Linked DNA regions of Mus musculus: region 2 is linked to region 1. A link is a contact called in public promoter capture Hi-C data. All regions are on one chromosome and are shown on one strand. Each heading gives the region's core, a stretch centred on a gene start, on an enhancer-like site or on the middle of the called end of the contact. The rest is flanking DNA. Distances are from core to core; before and after follow the strand shown. Region 1 holds the start of Smad9 (SMAD family member 9). Region 2 holds the start of Sertm1 (serine rich and transmembrane domain containing 1).

Region 1 (6,564 bases), core at 2,095-4,594:
TTGTCTATATAGTGAATCTAATATGGAAAATTTCTATTTCAATAACAGTTGTCACTGAACTTTCCTGACCGAACAGCTCAGCCGCAGTGTTCCCTGGGGTGGGGGGGAGGCCCACAGGGGTGGCTTGAGCTCAGGATGCTGTCCCCTGTGGGCTGACATCAGCTCCCCACTTCTTCACAAGGCCTCGGCTTACCTGCACAGTGGCTTTGAAGGATGGGCTTTTAAGACCTAGTCTGTGGGTGAAATGCTTTTATAGATTTTATTTCAGAAGGGACCCGGGTTCAATAAAGAGAGTTTTTCATTTAATTAATATTTATTGACTAAGTCCTGAGCCAAGCACTGCAGTTAACAGTAAAGGAGGGAATAAGGAAGAAATAGGTGAGCACGTTGTGCAAAGCGACATAGGCTCGGAGGACATACCCACCACTAAGGTTGTCTGAGAAAAGTCCGTGACCGTGACTATAGCACTTGGGCAGAGCCGACAAAATGAGGAGGTGTCCAGCAAATATAGGGATCTGATGGGAGGTGAGGCCAGAGGGAAAGGCATTCTGAGACTGAGCCTGGGTTCAAGGAAATAGGCCGATAAAAGGAAAGTCTGGGTTTGCGTGGGAAGCTGTAATTCACTCTTGTAACCCCAATGGGAGGCATGGGAAAATAAGCCTGGCCAGGGACACCCTGTATGAGGCAGACCAGGGGACCTAGGCTGGGTGCTGGCAGGGTGAAGACACATGAAGACGAAAACCCAGTTTGCATGGTCCTGATAACATCTAATGCTGGCATTACTCTTAAAATCCTAAGTACTTTATTTAGTTGGCACAGGCATGCTTTACTGGAATATTTGCTTTTAAAGGTTAGTTGATTGCCAGGGAATATTTGTTTATTTTTCTATGTCCCTGTTCTTACACAAACACCCCTCAGGTTAACACAACACCCTCCTGTCTGCTCACAGCATCGAAATAAAATTTAGGCAACTTTCCAAATCACTAACAACGGTAATAAAGGGAATAAAAACCCAACGGCCCAGAATTACAACAATTTGAGGAGATTCGTGCTTTCAACCTACACCCAGTTTGCTGGTTTATTCTGGATACACCCATTTCTGGATTCCTCCGTACGCACAAGAATAAACAGAAGTCTACGCTAAGCTCTGTCAAAACATTGGGATTTAATGCCATGTTTCAAAAAAAAAAATAAAACCCAAGAATATTTATATCATAACTCTGACCTTCCCACCCTGGGTAAGTATAATTTAGATCATATTAAAGCAAGATGATGAAATTGTTTTCTTGTACTAGGGAGGGAAGGTCAGATAGAATCAGCTGCCTTCATTCGCCAGTGACCATCTCTCTCCAACTCGGCAAAGAACGTTGCACTCTCGCCCATCAGAACCCAATTATTTGTAAAACTGATATTGAATTCTTTTATTCATACGAAAGAATAATTTCTTTGATTTTTTTTTTCTCCTCCTCCTCCAATTTGGCCACCTGGCCAGAAAAGATACACAAATTTACCATTTATTCAATGCTTAGATATCTGGGGTGACGTTTCCTATAATAGAAATGTTTCTTCTTTTTCTTCCTACATCTTAGGGTATCAGAGACACAGAAGTTTATACCAGTGAATATTTTCTGATTTGCCCATTAGCTGGGGAATATGTCAGTAAAAGCAAAAGAAATATTTGATAAAGAAAACACCAAGTGCCTCATGCTGACTTTAAAAGACTTGACAAGTGCTTAAGGTTAACTTTAATTTGTCTCTGATTTTTAGACAACTCCACTGGTAAGTGAGCTTGCTGGATCCAGACTAGGCAAACATTCTCCAAAGCATAGCTCAAACTGGGTGGGGGTAGGGGGGTGAGGGGAGGAGAGGGGAGCAACCCGACAAAGCCAACCACTCAAGCATAAAAGTGGGGGGCCTCAGTGTCAGGAAAGACTCAGAAAAGGCTGGCTTGCAGGAAGCTGCCTTGTCACCAAGGAGTCTGTTTTCAGAAATACTTGACACCTTGATAATCTTAGCATATTTTAAAGGTTCCTTATTTATAAACTACCACACCGGTTTCTTAACTGTGATGTCCTTGGATAATCAACCACAGATCTAAACTCATGTTCCTGGCTTTCTAAAGGCAGAGCATTGAATCCTGGTCGTTTGCTAGAGAGTGTGCTAGGGCTGAATTTTTATTTCCTTTTTAAAATATAAATGAATAGTTTTTTAAGTGTAAACATCCGAAGGCATTCCTTCTCATTGACAGGCATGCTAGCACATTTCACAACCACAAATCCTCCCGAGGAGTGGCCTAGGAAGCGGCAATGATTTAAAGGGCCGAAGACTACCGTTATTCTCCACTCCCGTTGCTAATTACATTTTTACAGAACGTCGTCAGCAAGCCATAAAAGTAAAAATGATTCCTAGTGTTCTGTGGCTGTGCATTTGACCGAATTACATACAATTTGCTTCCAAAAGGAGATCCACTTCATTTGTAGGTTATTTCTCAGGAGGACCAGTTCCAGTCCAGAGATAGGCTGACGCTAACGGAGGACCTCAAAACTATCATTTTAAATTGCCATGGTAGAGAGAGGGAGAGAGGGGAGGGAGTAAGAAGTGCAGCGATTAGCCACCCTTAAGAAGGTTCCCCACACGCCTCCCACAAGGCCGGCGTCAGTCAGTCGCCTGCATCTGTCCCCACCTCGCCCCCTCCTGTCTGCGCAGCGCTGGCACCCAATGGTAGGCCCAGGAGAAGACAAACACAACCCAACAGCTACAGACACTCAACATTCCTAACTTTTTTTCTTCTCTTTCTCACTGTGTATGCCTCAAAGGTAAGCAGAGAAGGAAAAAAAAAATGACATGAGTATGAAATAAGGCTTCGTAGCCAAGGGTGCCCTGGAGTTTTAAAATCTCCCCCAGAGTCACAATAACTACCTTACACGCACTCACACTAGCCTCTTTACTGTCATGCTCTGCAGCAAAGGACTACTTCCCGGAGCTGAGCTCCAGGGCGCCTGTCCCTGGGTACAGGACAGTGTGCATCCTTCTGCACTCGGCCCACGCGCATCCCGCATCCCTGCCCACGCCCCGGGTCACGCGTCGCGCCATAGGTCCCAGGTGCTGGGATGCCGCGGAGCCCTCGCACACTACAGACACCACCCAGGTTCTCCACGGAGAACCAAGTCCCACGCCTGGGGACCTCAGGGGCCTCCCGAGTGCCCACGCCCGCGGCATGGCAGCGCTTACCTGTCCGAGAGGTGCCACGCGTGCCCCCCGCGCACTCCGGTTGCGCGGTAGCTGCAGGGTCGGCCGGGCGGCGGCGGGACCGAGACAGCGGCTCCAGAGGCGTCAGTCAGGCTGGAGCCTCCTCCTCGGCCGCCCGCGTGAGTGCGCCGCGCTGGAAGGGCGCCAGGCGGCCGTGCGCGCAGCCCCAGCCAGGAGGGGCCAAGCGCCCTGGCCGCGCCACGCTCCCCGCCCCGCCGCGCACCCGCCCGCTCTGCACATCATGCCTGCAGAGAGCCTTCAGGGACAGAGGAGTCTCCGGGTCATCCCCAGAAAATGTCCTTCCCACCTGGACAGGCTGTAGGCAGCAGAGGGAGGGGGGCGGTTGTCCTCCCCTCCCCTTGCTCCAGGAGAGGCAGACAGGACCACCAACCATGCCTGTCTCCTGAACCGCAGAGTCCTGGTCCCTGGAGGCCACGCTTACTGGCTGTCTGTTCCTCTGAGGCATGACTGGCCCTGGCATCAGCCCAAGAACATCTAAACGAGCTGAGTGGCAAGCAGAGTTTCAAACCAGTTCTATAATATGTAGGTTGTGATTTCTTATCCAGCGTAGAATACATGCTACCTAATCTACTCATGATATACATCATGGGCACGAGGAACCTTCCTGCCCAGTGGCCTGGCTATCTCCTAGGTTGCCTGCCTCTGAAAAGCCGCTTGGAAAGTGGCACCGGTATGCCGAAGGCCTTTGATCCCTCACCAAACCTCCTTATAGGTCTTCCAAGAGGAAGAGGATGGTACAGGGCCACCTCAGTCAGCCCCAGAACACAAATGTCCACTAAGAGGCCAAGGCACCTTTGAAATGTAAACGAAGGTCCTTCGGTTGAACTTCTTTTTCTAATCCTCAAACCTCCGCTTTCTGGAACACGGGTAGTTTTGCATCATCATCCAAGTGTAGCCTAGGAGGGCCTTGCTTGTAAAAACAGATCGCAGAAGTTTAAATGCCTCTTTAACTTCAAATCGAAAGTGTCTTTCTACACCTGGCTCATCTACCCTGCTGTAACCGAGCTATGATAGGTTTCTGATTGACCTGGAGAGGAAGAAACCCCAGAAGAAATACTGTCCGGTGGTGGTGGAACGTTCCAAGCCATGGGCTGGAAGAGGGCTGTGCTTTGTGTATATTTAGAGGCAAGTAAACTAATTAGGTTCTCTGAATCGATACCTTGCAGCTCAGGGATTCCACCCCCCTCCCAGAAATGATATTAAAGAAAGAAGTGATCCAATCAGATTCGGAAGAAGCACAAACTGTTGGAAGACCTCTGCTAAGCAGGCTCAAGCTTCCACAATGGAGGCTGTGAGTTCACAGAAGTCAAGAGACATGTAGGAAGGGGTAGGGGTGGGACGGGCCTTTGTGTGTCCTCTGCCCTTTCTGGACTTTACTCCCTAAAGGTTAGGGAGATAAAACAGTAAGACCTGGTGGGATTCAAGAAAGGGCAAACACCAGCCCTGGAGAAGAACACACGCTGATGGATTCTTTTGACCACCCTGGTTATAAAAATTCTCCTCTCTAATCTATCTTCTTCTGCGTTTTTTTTTTTTTAATCATATAATAGGAACATAATTCTCTTCCACCACAGCACTGTGTTACAGAAATGCACAGGAAACCAGACTGTCAACAGTTGTGATGAGGTGGTAATTCCCTTATAAATTTGGTTAGGGACCTGAAAAAAAAAAAAAAGCACAGCTAAAATTTTCTGGGAGAATATACCAATTGGGAAGACTGTGAGCATCCTTGCTGTTCCTACTTCTGCCCACATCTGTTAGACGCACAGTGCTACAGCTGGGCTCCGAAGTACCCTGCAAATCTGTGTATGAAACACACCTGCCTGGGCTCCAATGAGTGGCAGTGTTGGGAAGTGGTTTGTTAGAGAAGTTTCCCTTACTGGCAACATAAAACTGAAGAGGGTATAAGTACCCTGGCTCCTTCTCTGGATGGCCATGAAGTGACCTCATCTTCCTTTGACACATGCTCCCTCCATGGGCCCAATCAGAGCCAAACCTCAGAGTCAAAATAAGCTTTTCCTCCGCTTCAGTTGTCACAGTGACGGAAAGCTTACTCACACTCAGCACGGTCATCAGTTGATGTCTACCCTCCACTTTGCATACATCTCTTGTAACTCGTAGCTGGTCCAGCTTTGGAGTGGTTCTGCTCACAGCTGTAACTGTACCCAGCCCACCCCCTCCTGCCACCACTTCTTCTTCTTCTTCTTCTTCTTCTTCTTCTTCTTCTTCTTCTTCTTCTTCTTCTTCTTCTTCTTCTTCCCCTCCTGCCACTTCTTTGCATCACTTCTACACAGTGACCAAAAATGCAAGAGCAGTGGTGTCAGGGAGGAAAGATTTATTTCTGCTCTTGATCTGAGAGGGCGCCATCCATCGTGATGGAAAAGCACTGTGCTGGATGGAACGGTGGAGCAGCTTGGAGCTGTGCAGCCAGAGGAGGAGGCAGCTGGTTTCACTGCCCTGGCAGGAAGATGGATGGCCTAAAATGCTCAGCCCCTCTGTACATCTGACAACTCCATCCCATTCCTAGGTATATTGCTATGATAAAACAGACCCAGCCCAACCTGAGGATGAACCAGTTTATTTTATCTCACAGTTTATAATCCACCGTGCAGGACAGTCAGGGAGGAACCTGGAGCAAGATTGGAAGCAGAGGCCATGGAGGAAGGTTGCTTACTGGCTCACTCCCCTTGGCCTGCTCAGCCTGCTTTCTCTATAACCCAAGAGGACTGACTACCTGCCTAGCCATGGCACCACCCACGGTGATCTGGGCCCTCCCACATCAATCATAAACTAAGAAAATACCCCCATGGACTTGCCAGCTGATCAATCTAATGCAAGCATTGTGTCAACTGAGGTTCTCTCTTCCCAGGTGACCCTAGCTTGTGTCAAGTTGATAAAAACAACAACAATAAAGCAAACCTGACTGGCACCACCCAAAACTGGGCGACCTGCTAGAGACCAGGTGTTTGAGTGTGAGGCTATAGTGTGACATTTCAGAGTCAAACCAGAGCAAATAAACTCCCCCTTGCATTTCATCTGTAACGGTCCTAACTCTATGCCTTTCCTGTCTTCCCCAGAACTTTACTTCAAAGTCATCATTTGCTCCATAACTAGTATTGCTAACTTCCCTGAGCACCTGGTACCTAGACTATGTGGACACAGAGCACTGATCCGTGTGAGCTCTATCTGGCAGGAGAAACTCATATCCTTCAAGACCAGAGGTGTCACAGTGGGGAGAGGACATGGGGAAGATGTGACAGAATGACATCTCAGCGACCTAGAGAAGCATGCAAG
Region 2 (6,564 bases), core at 1,102-3,601, 160 kb before region 1:
AAAGTGCCCTACCTTGCCACCAAAGGTAAAATAGAGAAAAGAAACCAGCTTATGCCAATCTAAACAGAAAGCGCCAAGAGGACAACAATCCTCTTCCTTCTCTCTCTGAAACTCACGGGTCCTCTGCAGGGTTCTCAATGGAGACTCTGAACTAGAAATACATGGAACGTGGAAGAAGACTATGAAGCTGTGGCTAGAGATCTTAGATACAGAGATGTTTGAGGACAACTATCCTGAAGGCTGACAGCTTTAACTCTCCTCTTTGAATCCTGAGAGTTTCCCAAGTGCTGTGTAAGAAAAGGCAGCTGTCTCACGACAAGATTTCTGATGGCGTAGAGGATTTGTCTTTAGATGGTAAAACATTTCTCTATATTCCAACCTAATGTAATGGATATTGCTGCTCAGGAGGAAGAGAGGTGAAGATGCAAGATAGAATTTACTGAACAGTTAGCGAGCAGGGGACTGTTTGAGTCTGCTTTGCAAAACCTGGGGAGAAAGGGGGTTGACTTATAGGTTACAGTCCATCCTGAAGGAAAGTTGGGGTAGGAACTCAAACAAGACCCTGGAGGCCAAAACTGAAGCAGAAACCAGGAGGGAGCATTGGTTATTGGCTTGCTCCTGAGGGCTTGCTCAACCTGCCTTTTTAGACAGCCAAGGGTCACCTAATCAGGGTTAATGCTGCCCACAGTGGGCTGGGTCCTCTCACATCAATAACGGAGCAAGAAACTGTCCCCATAGACTTGCACATAGGCAGATCTGATGGAGGCACTTTCTCAATAGAGGCTCCTTTCTTTGGGTTACTCTGGTCTGTGTCACAATGACAAAGAAAGCAACAAGCATAGCGGTCAGTAGATGATGTAACTGAATTCATAGAAGTGGCAATGAGCAAATGGTTGAGGTTTACCAACCAGGCACTTGGGATGCTAAATCAGAAAGACCATCATTGTGAGATGGGCTTGGGCTACACAGTGGGTCAAAGACCAGCCTAGGTCATAGAGTGAGCCCTTATCTCAAAATCAAGCAAACAAAAAGTAGGTGAGCTCTGGAGTACAAATGTTTGGAGAGAAGCGTCTTTGAACTTGCTCTCTTGACAATACAGCTCATTCAGCTCCCCCTACATTTTTATTTTATTTTAAATGAGATGGAGTCTCAGACAAGGCTACCTTGGTCCTGGCTCCATAGCTAAAGATGGCCTTGAACTCTGTCTCCACCTTTAAAGTGTTGGGAGTACAAGTAAGTGCCACCATGCTGAGTTTATGTGGTGCTGGGAGTGGACTCCAAAGTCTCTAGCTGTTCGAGTGCTCCACCATCTGAGCTCCATGTTCAGTTCCACCACACGTCCCCCTCCCCCTCATCTTAAGTGAGGCACACGCATATCCACATAGAAAAGACTCACATGCCCAGGACAAGCAGAACAGAGACAGCATAGCTTTTATCACAACGGTGTCTCAGAGTTAGGCCCCATGCCTGTCTCTACCTGGAAAACCAATAAACGTGGACAGAAACAGTGTAATCCAGGAGCTAGGCACTGGTGAACAACGAGCTGTCACGAAGATTTAGGCAGCCCAGTGCTTTGTTGGTTCACTTTTAAGCCAAAAAATGGGGGGGGGGGGCGGTCCTCCGGGTGAAAATCCATCAACAAAAAGTAACCAACATGTCCCAGAGCTCAGTGCTTCAGATCATATAGACCAGGGAGCCAACTGGGTCTTTGAATAAAAAAGAACCCAAGACACCAAAGAAACCAAGCTTCTCTTCTCCCCAAAGCATCTAAACAAGCCCAGGCACGGAAGGCTCCCGTTCCATCGTTCCTTTATAGGATTGTGACATTTATCCGTGTAGTCTTTAATGATTATCTGTGTGACTGGCGGTCGTAGAAACCATGGTTCTATTCATTCATTAGATGGTTTCTCAGAGGACTGAGAGGGCGGGAAGGAGAAAGACTGAATGGGGGAGGGGGCTGAGGTGAAATTCATCATAGAAGGCGATGTCCCTTGCAGCTCGCCCTTTTGGAGTGGAGGCTGCGCAGGACTCGTAAAGACATAAGAAGGGAAACTTTGACAGGAAAGGGATGCTTTCCCCTGAGCCTAGGGGGGAAAAAAAAACTGAAGCCCACCACATATCGCCACAAAAGTTCAGCACACCACACCTGCCTTCCCCAGATGGGGCTCCCCGCGCAAACGCCTCCTCGTCCTCCAACCAGGGTGTAAGCTCCTCCCTCGTTAGAACGCCGTGCTGTCCTAGCTCCAGAGCGCCTGGGCTGCCTGGCGGCGGGGAGTGGGCCCAGCTCTCTGCCATTGGTCGCATGGCCCCGGAGGGAGGAGGGACAGCGCAGAGCCCAGCGCAGCCTACCGGGTGCCCACTCCCATTGCGCTCGCCGCTCGTGCGCTCTGCTCTCGCTCCGCGCCCCCGCGAGGTGCATTCCCTAGGATCGTCGTGGGGCGCACGTCGTCAAGACAGGGCCGCTGCCCCACCCCAGCGCCGGAGTCCAGATCTGCACATCAGTGAGCACAAGAGTTGGGAACTAAAACGAACCGGTCACAGAGCAATGGCAGTGGGCTGGTCCCTAGAGAGGGCCTCCGGACGCCCCGCCTAGGGTGGCAGGGGGTTCCTTAGCTTCGGGATGCTTCATCCCGACTCTCCTGGGACTACTTGAGATTTGGCTCCTTGCTGTGGAACGCCTCCCGAATCTTTTCTTTTCTTAGCTGGCCCCGGAAGCCCAGCTCTCAGGGTCTCTGGGAGACTGGGCCAGCCAACTACAGCTGGATTCACCAGGGGCCGGGCAGGCAATGTCCTTGGCCCTGGGATGACCCGCCTGATTCCTGGGCTCGGGGAGTCAGGAAAGTCTGCCCTCCAGTCCGCGCTGCTGCAAAGGATGATTCCTCTGCGGGCAGTTTACACTTTGTAATACGTTTCTGATGCCTTTTGTGTGGGGTTTGAGGTGTATGAGAGCATTTCTTTATTTCTAGGGTCATCTGCTTTTCCTGGGGAGTCGCCACAGGCACATTGACGGCTGGCGTTTCTCTGTCCTGTATTCCCTTGAGTCTCCTCGCCTGGCTGCGAATTCGGATAAGTTCTTCCCGCTGAACTCTTGGGTTCCCCAGCGGAGCTTTCTTAGCTCCCCCCAAAACCGGGTAAGCAATTCACTCTCAACCCTTCTCTTTCCCGGGATGTGAGAGGCGAGATTGCCTGCAGTCCTGCACCTCCCAGGCAAGCGGGAGGTGCGCGCATTATGGGCAAATGTTTGAGTTCTCATTAAGACCGAAGAAAAAGCAACACTCCCTCCTCCTGAGAGAACAGAGAGCCACATTCATTCGCAGAAACGTCTTGAAGATCAGGTTTGTGGACTGTGCCTGTGTGCCTTGTGCGGTCAGGTGTCTGGTGCCGGGGGCTCCCCCAGGTTTAGTGTCAGGGACTCCAGGGACTAGGTCTGTTTCTTAATGTCCTCCGTTTTCTCTGCCGATTTGTCTTCCTGGCAAGAATGTTCTGTTGAAGCACTTCAATTCAGTGGGTCTTGTCTCACAGTGCTTTGTTTAGAGGAAGGTCAAAGCTATCCTGTTGGACTTGGCTCCCAATGCAGGTACCAGAGCAGGTGAATGGACAACTGCTCCCAATGCTGGTGAATGGACAACTGCAGGCCCTGAACTGAGGTCCACCCAGAAACCACTCCTTAGGATGCTTGTTCTAGGATACTTTTCCGTTTCTGTGCCTCCGATTCACTGTGCAGGCAACAGGAAAGAGACAAGACTGTTGAGTCTTTTCCTAAAACATTTACTTTTTTTCTGCCATCCTACTGCCCAATACACTGTCCTTAAAACTGCATTAAAATCATATTTAATTGTCCTCGTTGGCCAGCTATATCATAACTAATATTCCTTTGTGATTTAGTCTAATATACTGGCCTGTTACTGAATATGCTTCATTTTGGCTGGAGAGACTTCTTTTCCCAGCTCCGACATACACACACACACACACACACACACACACACACACACACACACACACACACATTATCAAGAACAAATCGAGATGCTTGTAAATGAAGTTGCCCAGTGATGGGATTGTAACCCCAACACCTTGAAATGCTGGGCAAAGTGGAGATGGAGAAAGACCAGCCCAGTCCATTAATATTCTGGGACCTCTAAACTCCAAGAAGTGGGTAGAGTATTCCATTTTGTGTTTTGAGTTAGGGGGGGGGTGCTTATTTCTCACCTTTATTCCCCTGTAAAAAGCAAAGTTCTCTGAAAACCAGCTCAGAGCACATTCATGACTGCCACTGAAGAAGCTTGATGTCAGGTAAGATGGGCTCTGTTCTCCTTTGCCTTGGTCAGTTCGGCTTGCCTGATTTGACTGGATGTTTGTATGTCACAAGTGGATCTGATGTTAAGAGAGAGCAACTGTGCTATTGTGCTTGGCACCAGTAGATTTGTCTGCAAGCTTTCTGAATTCCTCTTCCTGTCTTCCTCTATCTTACTTATTGAGGCAGATAAATGAAGGAGGAGGCGATTGGTCACCATGATTAATTGTATGTGTGAGTCACTTAGTAACCTTGAAGTTATCATTCATCCTAAGAGTGAAACATAAGCCCACCCCAAGTGAAATCCTCTCATCTGGCCTCGGTTTCCAGCAGGATCAGTTTGGAGTTCACTTGATGGTAGTTCTAGATTTGATCTTCTCCCTGAACTTATATTTTAGCATTCCTATTTTATATAGTGATTTTTTTACATTGAACTTATTATCAGAAAGAAATGACGAGCAGACCATGTGGTATTATCACATTTCTATACTAATATCAGGTGTCACAGGCCAAATTTTGTTTTCTTGTATCATTGTTCATAGTGTGGGATAAAAGAAAATAACGAAGCTGTTTGGCTAGTTCTTAGACTAGAAAAATCCAACGCAGAAGCTCAAGCTGTGAATGCATGAATAGCAGGTCTCCTTTCAGACAGTCTGTGAGTGTGAAGGACCTAACAGGCTTAGGTGAATGAGGTTCTGGGCAAGCACATATGGCTTGTCCTTGATTTAAGTTCATGAGGTCTATCTGGCCATTCACTGGATGGCATGACACAGAGCCAAAGTCTTTGATGATGAGCTCTGGTTCTGATGTTGGAGATGTGACCACAGGGTTTAGCATTCTGAAGCCAGCTGTCCCCTGATATCAGAATTCCTTCTTCAGGAGTTCCCTGGGGATGTGACCATGCACTTTGAATCAGGTTTATCATTTAGAAGAGTTTGGCATTGAGAAGTGTGAGAGAGAAAGAGAGACTGATTCCTAGCAGCCAAGAAACCACATCAACATTAACTGCACCTCTGGTTAGAAATTGTACAACCCAGCCACAAACACTCTGAGTATAGAAGAGCTCTGAATTCTTATCAAGAATTGAACATGCCATTAACAGATCCAAGTTCTTAGCTGTTGAATTCCCCTCTATTGTCTTATGTTAAGGCAGAAAGTCAGTTCAAACTAAAATGTGTATTGCAGGGCTCCTTGATTGATACTTATATTATTGTAGACAGTAATGAAAACCTCTGATAAATATCAGCCTATTATAATTATTAACAGGGTCACTCAAGAAGGTAACAGACTAAATTTAACTCCCAGTGGGAAACAAAGGGAGATGTGGCTATAATTACTAATTTTAAATTCAGAAAGACAGGATGATGCCCATATCAGAACACTAACTGCAACATTCACATTGTGAGCTACACCCTTCCATTTCTTCCTTAACTATCCTCAATGATTAACCAGAGAAAGTCTCAAGTTTCTTAGTCACCAGTGAGGAGCAGGATTAATTCTGAGGATGTATGTGTAGATCTCACTCTGTATCTCAAAGCTTAATTTTATTGCTACAAATAAACTCTTTATAAAACATAGGGGAAGTTTATGCATATTCTGAGTACTTGCCATTCCGAGTAACTGTGATTTTTATACAGGATCATTCATTCACTCAGTAAATATTCTTTTGCTTGTAAAAAATAGAATATAGGCTGTCTCTCCAGGAAGCTTCAAGTTTTTCTTATTTCATTCTTTCATTCATGCAACTGTCTAGCAAATCTCCTCAATTGTGTGTGGGTAATGCTCTGTGATGGTCTGGGGATAGCAGAGAAGGTGGAGCTATTGGTCCTTTCATCCAAAGATTGACAGTCCATCAAAGCGCACACACATGTAGATATAACTGGTATACTGAAATGTATAAATGCGTATGGAGAGAATGCAGAACATAGTTTAAGAATACAGAGCAGGGAGCCAGAAATTTGCATAGAGAAAGTAGGTGGGAATTATGAGATTAAACATAAGCACTGAAAATTTAACTGGGAGGTTTAGATCAGTTTGGTATGCCCGGAACATCATTCTTAGATGTAATAGGGCAGGGAGGGGGGAGAATACTGCATAAGTGACCTATGACTACATAGTAAAGAATATATAATGTGGAACAAATCTGTCTTTTACAATTTTTAGTCAAGATGGTGTATAAAATGTATGCACAAGAAAGCAACCTTTTCCCAGACACTGTGGCCGCTTGCACAAGATCTGCACAAGCTTAAGCCAGACAAAACGCTAGTGCA

Evidence for each region. Promoter capture Hi-C pulls out the DNA fragments that hold promoters and counts their contacts.
Region 2: a contact with region 1 is called in a promoter capture Hi-C map of hippocampal neurons, with 2.1 times the contacts expected there. The contact joins the promoter of Sertm1 here to the promoter of Smad9 in region 1. A contact is called at or near these places in 2 of 39 promoter capture datasets (embryonic stem cells and hippocampal neurons) and 1 of 9 other capture datasets (adipose tissue).

The regions. Positions count from the first base shown.
Region 1 is chr3:54,752,362-54,758,925 of GRCm38.p6, reverse strand. It overlaps Smad9 (SMAD family member 9), which reads right to left and starts at 3,344. Exons shown (of 6, transcript NM_019483.5): 1 at 3,232-3,344.
Region 2 is chr3:54,911,674-54,918,237 of GRCm38.p6, reverse strand. Sertm1 (serine rich and transmembrane domain containing 1) reads left to right here and starts at 2,351. Exons shown (of 3, transcript NM_177854.4): 1 at 2,351-2,501; 2 at 2,967-3,131. Gm31358 (a long non-coding RNA gene) reads right to left here and starts at 2,219. Exons shown (of 4, transcript XR_375676.2): 1 at 2,147-2,219.